Regions from separate parts of the Sus scrofa genome. Here all the other regions are linked to region 1. The links are chromatin contacts, called in public Hi-C and HiChIP or PLAC-seq maps. All regions are on one chromosome and are shown on one strand. Each heading gives the region's core, a stretch centred on a gene start, on an enhancer-like site or on the middle of the called end of the contact. The rest is flanking DNA. Distances are from core to core; before and after follow the strand shown. Region 1 holds the start of SSH1 (protein phosphatase Slingshot homolog 1). Region 2 overlaps CORO1C (coronin-1C). Region 3 holds the start of UNG (uracil-DNA glycosylase).

Evidence for each region. A called contact is a pair of places that touch in the nucleus more often than the background predicts. HiChIP or PLAC-seq counts read pairs in DNA pulled down with a chosen protein or histone mark.
Region 2: a contact with region 1 is called in a Hi-C map of mesenteric adipose tissue, with 2.5 times the contacts expected there. The contact joins the enhancer-like site here to the promoter of SSH1 in region 1. A contact is called at or near these places in 2 of 5 promoter capture datasets (fetal liver and liver), 25 of 47 Hi-C or Micro-C datasets (alveolar macrophages, blood, brain and 13 more) and 2 of 2 datasets of contacts at active chromatin or transcription factors (alveolar macrophages and skeletal muscle).
Region 3: a contact with region 1 is called in an H3K27ac HiChIP or PLAC-seq map of alveolar macrophages. The contact joins the promoter of UNG here to the promoter of SSH1 in region 1. A contact is called at or near these places in 1 of 5 promoter capture datasets (fetal liver), 3 of 47 Hi-C or Micro-C datasets (embryonic fibroblasts, heart right ventricle and omental adipose tissue) and 2 of 2 datasets of contacts at active chromatin or transcription factors (alveolar macrophages and skeletal muscle).

Annotation. Positions count from the first base shown.
Region 1 is chr14:41,962,544-41,965,337 of Sscrofa11.1, reverse strand. SSH1 (protein phosphatase Slingshot homolog 1) reads right to left here and starts at 1,392. Exons shown (of 16, transcript XM_001929329.5): 1 at 1,207-1,392. The coding sequence starts at 1,275.
Region 2 is chr14:42,127,255-42,130,192 of Sscrofa11.1, reverse strand. All of the region lies in intron 3 of CORO1C (coronin-1C), which reads right to left. Among named protein-coding and RNA genes, the nearest start is that of SELPLG, 30 kb to the left of the region's middle. Within about 2 kb of position 1,457, at least 33 of the 83 cell types and tissues checked have an H3K27ac peak or open chromatin away from gene starts, as enhancers often do. A contact at or near this core is called in alveolar macrophages, fetal liver, fetal skeletal muscle and 6 more, where this site is marked.
Region 3 is chr14:41,756,256-41,759,226 of Sscrofa11.1, reverse strand. UNG (uracil-DNA glycosylase) reads left to right here and starts at 1,386. Exons shown (of 7, transcript XM_003132925.6): 1 at 1,386-1,617; 2 at 2,296-2,502. The coding sequence starts at 1,489.

The DNA of each region.
Region 1 (2,794 bases), core at 143-2,642:
CAGTTCCCCATCTCCTCCTCCAGCAGCTGTGCTTGCAGGTCATGGCTCTGCCTTGCCACGGATGTGAGTTTAGACCAGAGGCCCTAACTGGTTCCCCTGCTTGGAGGCCTGAGGCCCAGCCTAGGGCAGTCCAGCCCAACTGTGTACTCAGAGAACCAATCCCCCAGTCCACCCCAGAGCAAGGAGCCAGCCTCACACAGGCCAGGTCACCAGCAGACCCACAGAAATCCGCACAGTGCAGAGGTGTCCTTTCAGCCCCAGAAAGCACCCATGCCATCCCAGAAACCCCGGAATTGGCCTCAGCCACTCGGCCTGATGCACACAAACATGCAGCCCCAAATGATAAACTCAAACTCAGCTGCACACAAAAACTTAAGATACACAGTCACACAGCACCCTGAGCTCACTCAGCCACTGTCACACCGTGACACCGGCCCCCGAAGAGGCACAGCCACTCACACCAAGAGCCAGAACTCCAAAGGGTGTGCAGTCGGGGAACAATCTCACTTTCACAGGAGCACCTGGGCCTCCTCTCCTGCCGCATTGAACAGGCACAGGTCCCAGTAGACAGGCCAGAGTCACTCAGGGAAAGGCACACACAGGCTGGCATACACACAGCTGGGCACACAGGGAAAGGGCTTAGACCAGCCTCAAGGTCTGGAATCACAGAACCACATCATTTCACACAGTCACTGGTCAGGAATCCTAGTCCCAGATGCAGTATCCCCCACAGTCACCTCCAGACAGGGGTCACTGTCTCTCACACACACAGTCACCCCCGGATGGGGGTCATACTCACAGTCTCATGCACAGTCACCCCCAGTCGGAGCTCACACTCAGTCACCCCTAGGTGGGAGTCACACTCACACTTGCTTCCAGATTGCGGGGGGGGGGGGGTTCTCACACAGTCTCATGCAGTCACCCCCAACATGGTCACATCCGTACGCACAGTCACGCCCACAAGGGGGTCTCTCACACACATTCAGCACAAGTCACTCTCAACTGGATCACGCCCGCTCACACCCGCACACTGCTTCCAGCAGTCACCCCAGCTCGGCTGCCCGGGCGGGGTAGTCCAACGGGGTCCTCGCAGGCTAAGGACCCCTCGAAGCTGCCCCCGGAGCACTCCCTGGCGCCCCGCACTCGCGTCCCAGGCCTGGCGCAGCGGCTGCTCGGCCGGGCCGGGGCCGCGGGCCCGGGGCTCACCTCGCTGTTGCTGGCGGAGGAGGAGGCGGCGCTGGGCGTGGGCGAACGCTGCAGGGTCACCAGGGCCATGGCTGCGGCGCGGCGTTAGGGCACCGCCGAGGCCTCGGGCTACAGCCGCCGCCGCCGCCCGGGCCGGGCCCGGGGCTCTCCAGGAGCCGTGCGCGGGCGGCCGGGCCGAGCCGGGCCGGGCCCGCCCCTCCCCCTCGGCGTCCGCCGCTGTCCCCGCCCCCCCACCCCCGCCTCCCGCGCCGGCGCGCGCCGGGCCTGAGCGAGGAGGGGGGCGGGGGGGAGCGACCGGGGCGGGTCGCGCGTGCGCGGCGCCGGAACTCTAGTGGCGGCTGGAGGCTCGGCCAGCCAGTCACGTCCCCCGCGTGCCCGACGCGCGCGCCCAGTGTTCCGCGCGCCCGGCCCTCCAGCCTGGGGGTCGGGGGCGCGCGCGTAGGCGAGCAAGTTCGGTCCCCAGAGGCCCACCCCTTGCGCCTGCCTGCTAAACCGAGGCTCGCGGGCTGAGCAGCGGGTAATACCTAGGGCGGAAAGGCTCAACTACGAGAAAATTAGAACCTCCTGGTCTCCGCTTCTTGAACTCCGAGAAGCAGTCTGCAGAAATTCATTCGTTCATTTATTTATGAAATATTTATTGAGCGCCTACTAAATGCTGCCATACAGTATTCAACCGTGAGCAACGTAGATTAGGCTTGCCCTCAGGGATTTGAAAGAAGCGAATCAAATTACGAGATGTTTTAAAAATAATTATGCCAGTCTTTTTTATGAATTCCTTTTGTGTCCAGAAACCCAGCTAGCTCCTTAGGAAGTCAAGGAAAAGCTTCTCTGCAAAAGGGGCATTTGCTCTGAAGCCTGAAGGATGAGCAGGATTAACGGGTGAAGGGAAAGGAGACTGCTGGGGGCGGGGTGGTGGGGGTGGTGGGAAGGCGTGGGCACAACGGCCCAGAAACTAAAAGGAGATTGTCCATCAGAGGCTGGAGCCTGGGGTGGGGCGGGGAGTGATGCGAGCCTGGGGTGGGGCGGGGAGTGATGCGAACCGGGGTGCAGTCTAGGAAGCTCTGGCAGCTCTTGAAAAATGGACTGGGGCAGAGAAATGGAGACCTGGTGGGCCACTGCTGTCCTCTTGGGAGGAGGTGACCAGAATGGGGATGGAGAGAAGCACATGGAGTAAGATACTAAGAAGGTGACACTGGCTTGACTCCCCCCCCCCCCCCGCCCCGCCCCGTCACTGCACGCACATTGCGCAAGCATCCGCAGATTTGCTGGTCCAGACCTGCTCCCCATTTTAACAAAGGGCTCCACGGACCATCTCACTGCCCGCCCAGCAACCTAAGCAGCCTCCTAGATCCCTCCTCTTGCTTCCCTCAGATCCAGGGGCATATTCCTCCTGCATATTCCCTCAGCATCATTTATCTCAAAGATGGTTCTCAACAGGGGTGACTATAGCCTCTATGGAGTGTTGTGGGATTGTTATTGTTTTTTAATCTATGGGATTTTTGTTTGTTTTGTTTTTGTTTTTTTAGGGCCACAGCATGTGGAAGTTCCCAGGCTAGGGGTTGAATTGGAGCTGCAGCTGCTGGCCTAT
Region 2 (2,938 bases), core at 208-2,707, 160 kb before region 1:
TCCTTTTGAGGTGGTGAAAACGTTCTAAAATCATCTGTGGTGATGGTGGTGCACACCTGTGAATATACTACAGAGCACTGAGCTGTACATTTTAAATGGGTGACCTGTATGTGAATTACTTTTTACATACAGTTAAAAGCCGTTAAAACCAGCTATTAGCTAACATTTAAGTTTATGAAAAGGCTACAGTTTAAAACATTACCTTCCTCTGTATGACGATTAAAAAACAAGTAAATTTTCTACCAAAAAAAGATTTTAGGGAACTAGTTCATAAGAAATTTAGCACTTGCCAGTGAAAAACTCATGCTCAACAGTGGAACAAGTGAGAAACAGAATTTTCCTTTGTTGGGGATTTCTAAGGAGGAGACAAACAACTGTCTGTTTTCAATCGCTCAGTGGAAGGCAGAGTCTGGATTGGGAGTGGTTAGGGTTCAGCTCAGTTCTGCTGTCCCACAAAAAATCACAACAAAAAGTCTGCCTGCCATCCTGAAGAATGCAGCAAAGTCATGAATTACATGATCATTCATAAACCTGCCTTTTGAGGGCCTCAGTTTAGGACATCACTTAATTTCTCCTGAATGCTCATTCAACAAATTTTCAACAAGGCAGGGAGTTCCCTGGTGGTCTAGTGGTTAGGACTCGCACTCACTGCTGTGGCACCACATTCAATCCCTGATCTAGGAACTAAGATCCCACATCAAGGTGCTGAACGCTGTGATCAAAAAAATAAAAGTTAAAAAAAAAAAAAAAGCCGAAAAAATTAAAAAAAAAAAAAAAACATTTAAAAAAAGGAGTTCTCGGAGTTCCCGTCGTGGTGCAGTGGTTAACGAATCCGACTAGGAACCATGAGGTTGCGGGTTCGGTCCCTGCCCTTGCTCAGTGGGTTAACAATCCGGCGTTGCCGTGAGCTGTGGTGTAGGTCACAGACGCGGCTCGGATCCCGCGTTGCTGTGGCTCTGGCGTAGGCCGGTGGCTACAGCTCCGATTCGGCCCCTAGCCTGGGAACCTCCATATGCCGCGGGAGCGGCCCAAGAAATAGCAACAACAACAACAACAAAAAAGACAAAAAACAAAAATAAATAAATAAATAAATAAAAATAAAAATAAAAAAAGGAGTTCTCATGGTGGCTCAGCAGTAACGAACCCAACCAGTATCTATGAGGATGTGGGTTCAATCCCTGGCCTCGCTCAGCAGGTTAAGGATCTGACATAGCTGTGAGCTGTAGTAGTGCAGGTCGCAGATGTGGTGTAGGCTGGCAGCTGCAGCTCTGATTCAACCCGTAGCCTGGGAACCTCCATATGTCATGGGTGAGGCCCTAAAATATGATGATGATGATGATGATGACAAGGCAGATGTGAGCAAGCACGAGAGGCAAAAGGAATCTAGGAATCTACCTGGCCTCCCCTAACCCCTCCCCCAGACCACTGCCTCTCTCCACCGAAAGGGGCAGACTCTGACCCAGGCCCCTCTCCCCTGGGGGAATGGGCATCTGCTACCATCCATCATTACCTCTTTGCTTTCACCCTGATACGCACCATTTTTATTCAAGGATTTATGATCAGTAAAACTGCTCCACACTGAACTTGGTTATCTGAATATAAAACAGGACTAAAATTTTGAACAGAAGGAACAGAAAACAACTAATGATTTGATCAAAGCACAAAGTCGGGAGAGGAACAATTATGAAACAGGACTTTGGTGACTCAACAGGAAATGCATTTTGCAAGACGAATTCTGACCCACGCTTACAACAGAAAGAGTAGTGATATACCACCTGACGCCTCCAGATGGCAGTGTGACCACTGGCTGCTGGATTTTTCCCACAGGGATCGTAAAACCTTCAGTGCCTGACCCACCATGATTAAATAGTGCCTTTTCTAAATCCCTAATGAGGCGTGGAGTGATGGGAGGCTTTGGATATAACCAGCATTTCCTGCTTAAATATGAGGGTGGAAGTAGAGCTCATAACAGGACTTCATCTTCTCCTTTCTCTAGTTTCATCTTTTCCTTGGATTGCCAGGAGATTTTGATGGAGCAAAACGCTTATTATGCAATTTTGAAAACGAGAAACCTCTCTGTCCCTCCTCTGTCTCACTTTTGGCAGATTCAATGGTCTCCTCAACAAGGCTTATGCATTTTCATCCAGGCACCTAACCCATCTCACGATCTCAGTCACTCAGCCATGTAGCTCTTTCCTTGAGTAACCACCACAGCACAGGCCTGTTACCAGGCAAGGAGGGAAGGATAACACAGGCTCCGCTCTCAAGGGGTTTACAATCTAAAAAAGCAGAGGTGTCTATGAGACTGGAAGCCAGACAGCAAAGACAAGCAGCTGGCTGGAGCAAGGGCTCTGAAGCCAGAGACCTTGGTGCAGATCCTGCCTGGGGCCTCTTACTGTGATGGTCCTGGGCAAAGAGCTCAACATCACTGCGCAGGGAAGAATCAGGACCTGTACTTCCTAGGGCTGCTTTGAGGATTAAATGCATTAACACTGCCTGGCACACAGTCACCTCCAATGCAGTGCAGGGGTGAGGAATATCCTGATTCTGCTATCAGCTGCAGGACCTTGGGGACATTCACCTAAACATTTGGGGCTTTGAGTTTCCTCATCTATAAAATGAGTCTATAATAATGAACCTGTCCTCACTGGGCGTGTCTGGAGACCAATGTGGTAACATGAATACAAAGCACTCAGAATAATGCTAAGGCAGGCTGTGGGTTAAGTGTTAGCTGTGGTTATTACATGTCCTTTTCACTAGGAAACCACAGTCTACGTCACCAGTGTGACGCTCGGGTAAGCTCAGTGCTGAGTAAAAATTAGGTTACCTTCTTGCTACCGAAGCTTGGTACATCCAGGAAGGCTCCCGGAGGAGACAACCTCTAAGGATGAATAGGAGTTAGGTGACAGGTGGAAGCAGGAAAGATGAAATGGGAGAA
Region 3 (2,971 bases), core at 137-2,636, 210 kb after region 1:
TTTGTCTTTTGCCTTTTCAGGGCCGCACCCATGGCATATGGTGTTTCCCAGGCTAGGGGTCTAATCGGAGCTGCAGCTGCCAGCCTACACCACAGCCACACCAGATCCGAGTCGCCGTCTGCGACCTACACCACAGCTCATGGCAACGCCAGATCCTTAACCCACTGATGGAGACCAGGGATTGAACCTGCAACCTCATGGTTCCTAGTCAGAATCAATTCCATGCGCCACGATGGGAACTCCTGAATATAGATTTTAATTTAACTTGGGTAAATACACAGGAGTGGGATCGCAGGGGCACACTGTAAGTGTATGTGTCATTTTATACAGCACTGTGAAATTTTTCAAAGTGGCTTTTATTTTATCATTTGAAAAATAATTGAAAATTAAGAGCCTCTCTTCTTCTTACACATCAAGCCCCTTGTTCTAGGCTCTGAAACACAACAGTAGCAAGGATAAAGTCCCTGCCCTCACACAGGTTACATTTTGGAGATGGAGACAGAAATAAACAAGGAAAGAATAAATAATTTTAGAAAGAACAGAAGCTACAAATAGAGTGACCTGCTAGAAAATGGGGCAGGAGAAGGCCCTTTGAAAGTGGGGTCTTGAGCTGAGACCTGAAATTTTCCAGATAGAGAGGCAGTTTGTGCAAGGTGTAAAGACCACACAAGGGGTGCCTGTGAATATGCTGAGAGCCAGCTTCATCGTGTCACCGGGACGGGGGTGGGGTGTCAGCAGCCTTACCAGCAGGGTAAGAAGCAGGGATTTCATTCCAGGCATGTTTGGAAACTATACAGTTTTAACCTGGGGATTATTAAAGGGTAGTTTACATTTCAAAAAAGATGACTTGGTAGTAGCCAGGAGACAGAGCGGCGTTTGACTTTATTTTGGAGATATAACCAAGACTACATGTGATGGTTTGGATGTTCCCCGGAGAAAGGAAGAGACTTGCAGGTACTGGGGGTGAATGGTGGTGCCTTTGGGAGGGTGACTGGTTTTAAGTTTAATCGTCCTAACCTCTATTAAAGTCTCCCCCAAACCTTACAGGTTGGGCCTCTGGGCCTTAGTTTGTCGTCAGTAAAACAGGTGGTGAAAATTGGATAATGTTTTTGAATGCAAAACTTGAATGCTAATTTCATTCCCACAACAACCCTAGGGGAAGGTACTTTTATCTTCTTTTTGCTTCTGAGAGGTGGAGGGACTTGCCCAAGGCAGAGGTAAAATGAATAGGAATAAAGAAACAAAGTACAGAACTGAATCGAACCGAGGAGCCCCGCCCACTCCAAACAGTTCACAGCCCCATGTTGCCCCAGGGCCATGGCTCAGGAGCCCCTCCCGCACATGCGCACTAGACCCTCTACAGCCCCCCGCCCAGACCGCAAGTCGGAGCATGCGCGGGCCGCTTGGCGCCAACTGCTCATCGCTCCAGCTGGCGCCAACCTCGCGGGTCTCCTGGCGTCGCGCTCTCGCTCCCTCCTCGGCTCCAGTATGATTGGCCAGAAGACGCTCTACTCCTTCTTCTCCCCGAATGCCTCCGGGAAGCGACGTGCCTGCAGCCCCGAGCCAGACGACCTGGGGACTGGCGTGGCTGCAGTAGTCGAGAATGGGGATGTGACGGTGAGGCGCGGCGGGGGCCGCTTATGGGCCCGGGGCAGGGGAGAGAAGGGAGGGCGAAGAGGGTGAGGAGGGTGATGAGGGCGAGGAGGCTGGCAGCCCCTGCGCGACTTAGGAGTTGCAGGAACGTATCCCTGACTGGGTAAGCTGGGGCCTCCACGTGTTCAAAACAGCCGCCTTGGTGCCCAGACGGCGGCCATGGTGAGGGATCAGCCAATGGGGGCGACCCTCGGGGACCATGTCACCATTCAGAAGCGAGGGGGCGGCCCTGCTGGGCCGGCCCTCCAATCAGAGGAGGGAGGGCGGGCCCTCGAGGAGAGGTTTTGCCGCGAAAAGGCCACGTGGGGACGCGAGTGGCGGGACCCGCGGGGAGGCGGGGCGTCTGGGTGCCCGGCCCGCCTCCCCGCGAGCTCCTCCCGGAACGCCGCGGTCCCTCTTCTAGCCATTCTCCCGCCCTGTTTTGGTGCCAAACTCGAAATTTGGGGCACCAGCCTGCTAGTGCCGAACTGGGATCAGCTCTGGGTTCCCAGAGTCCAGTTTTGCACAGACCTACGCGGTAGGGCTGAAACCCTACGAATGGGTGTTCTTTGCCCTGGGCTGTTGGGTTGGGGGCGGAAGTTGCGGGCCCCTGGGGGAGGCCTTCTGCAGCTGGTGACCCGCCTCTGCGGGGACCACTTGCAGGCCAGCTCCGTCAAGAAGATCCGGACAGGGCAGGAGGAGCCCGGCACGCCGCCCTCGTCGCCACTAAGCCCCGAGCAGTTGGCCCGAATCCAGAGAAACAAGGCCGCTGCGCTGCTCAGGCTTGCAGCGCGCAACGTGCCGGTGGGTTTTGGTGAGAGTTGGAAGAAGCACCTCAGCGGCGAGTTCGGGAAACCATATTTTATAAAGGTAATCGTTCAGGCTGCGGGCCCTTTATCTTGTTCATATAGCCGGCCAAGCCTACGTTTTAGGATACTGCCTTCGTGATCTCCTTTTCCTCGTTCAGCGTCCTTTTTACGCTAAAAGGGAAAAATACAGCCATGATGTTTCTCAACTGCACAGTTAAAGGTCTTTAAAAGACTGAGATAACATAGTTTCTTTTAACCTCTTTGGTTAGTCTGCTTTCCAGGAAAGGGGCATAGTAAAACCACAAACCCGACTGAAGGAAGCCTGCCCTTTAAAAAAAAAAAAAAAGAGGGAGGGGTTTGCATCCACAGGCTGTTGAGGCCGGTAGGCCAATCAACTTTGAGCTAGACCAAGTAAAGGGAGGGGAATTGAACAGTCTTTGGGAAGCAGGTACTTTTGTTGTTGTTTCTTCGCAGGATTTAGATGTAAAACCTGGCAAAGAGTTAGATACTACCTCTTCCAATAGCTTTCT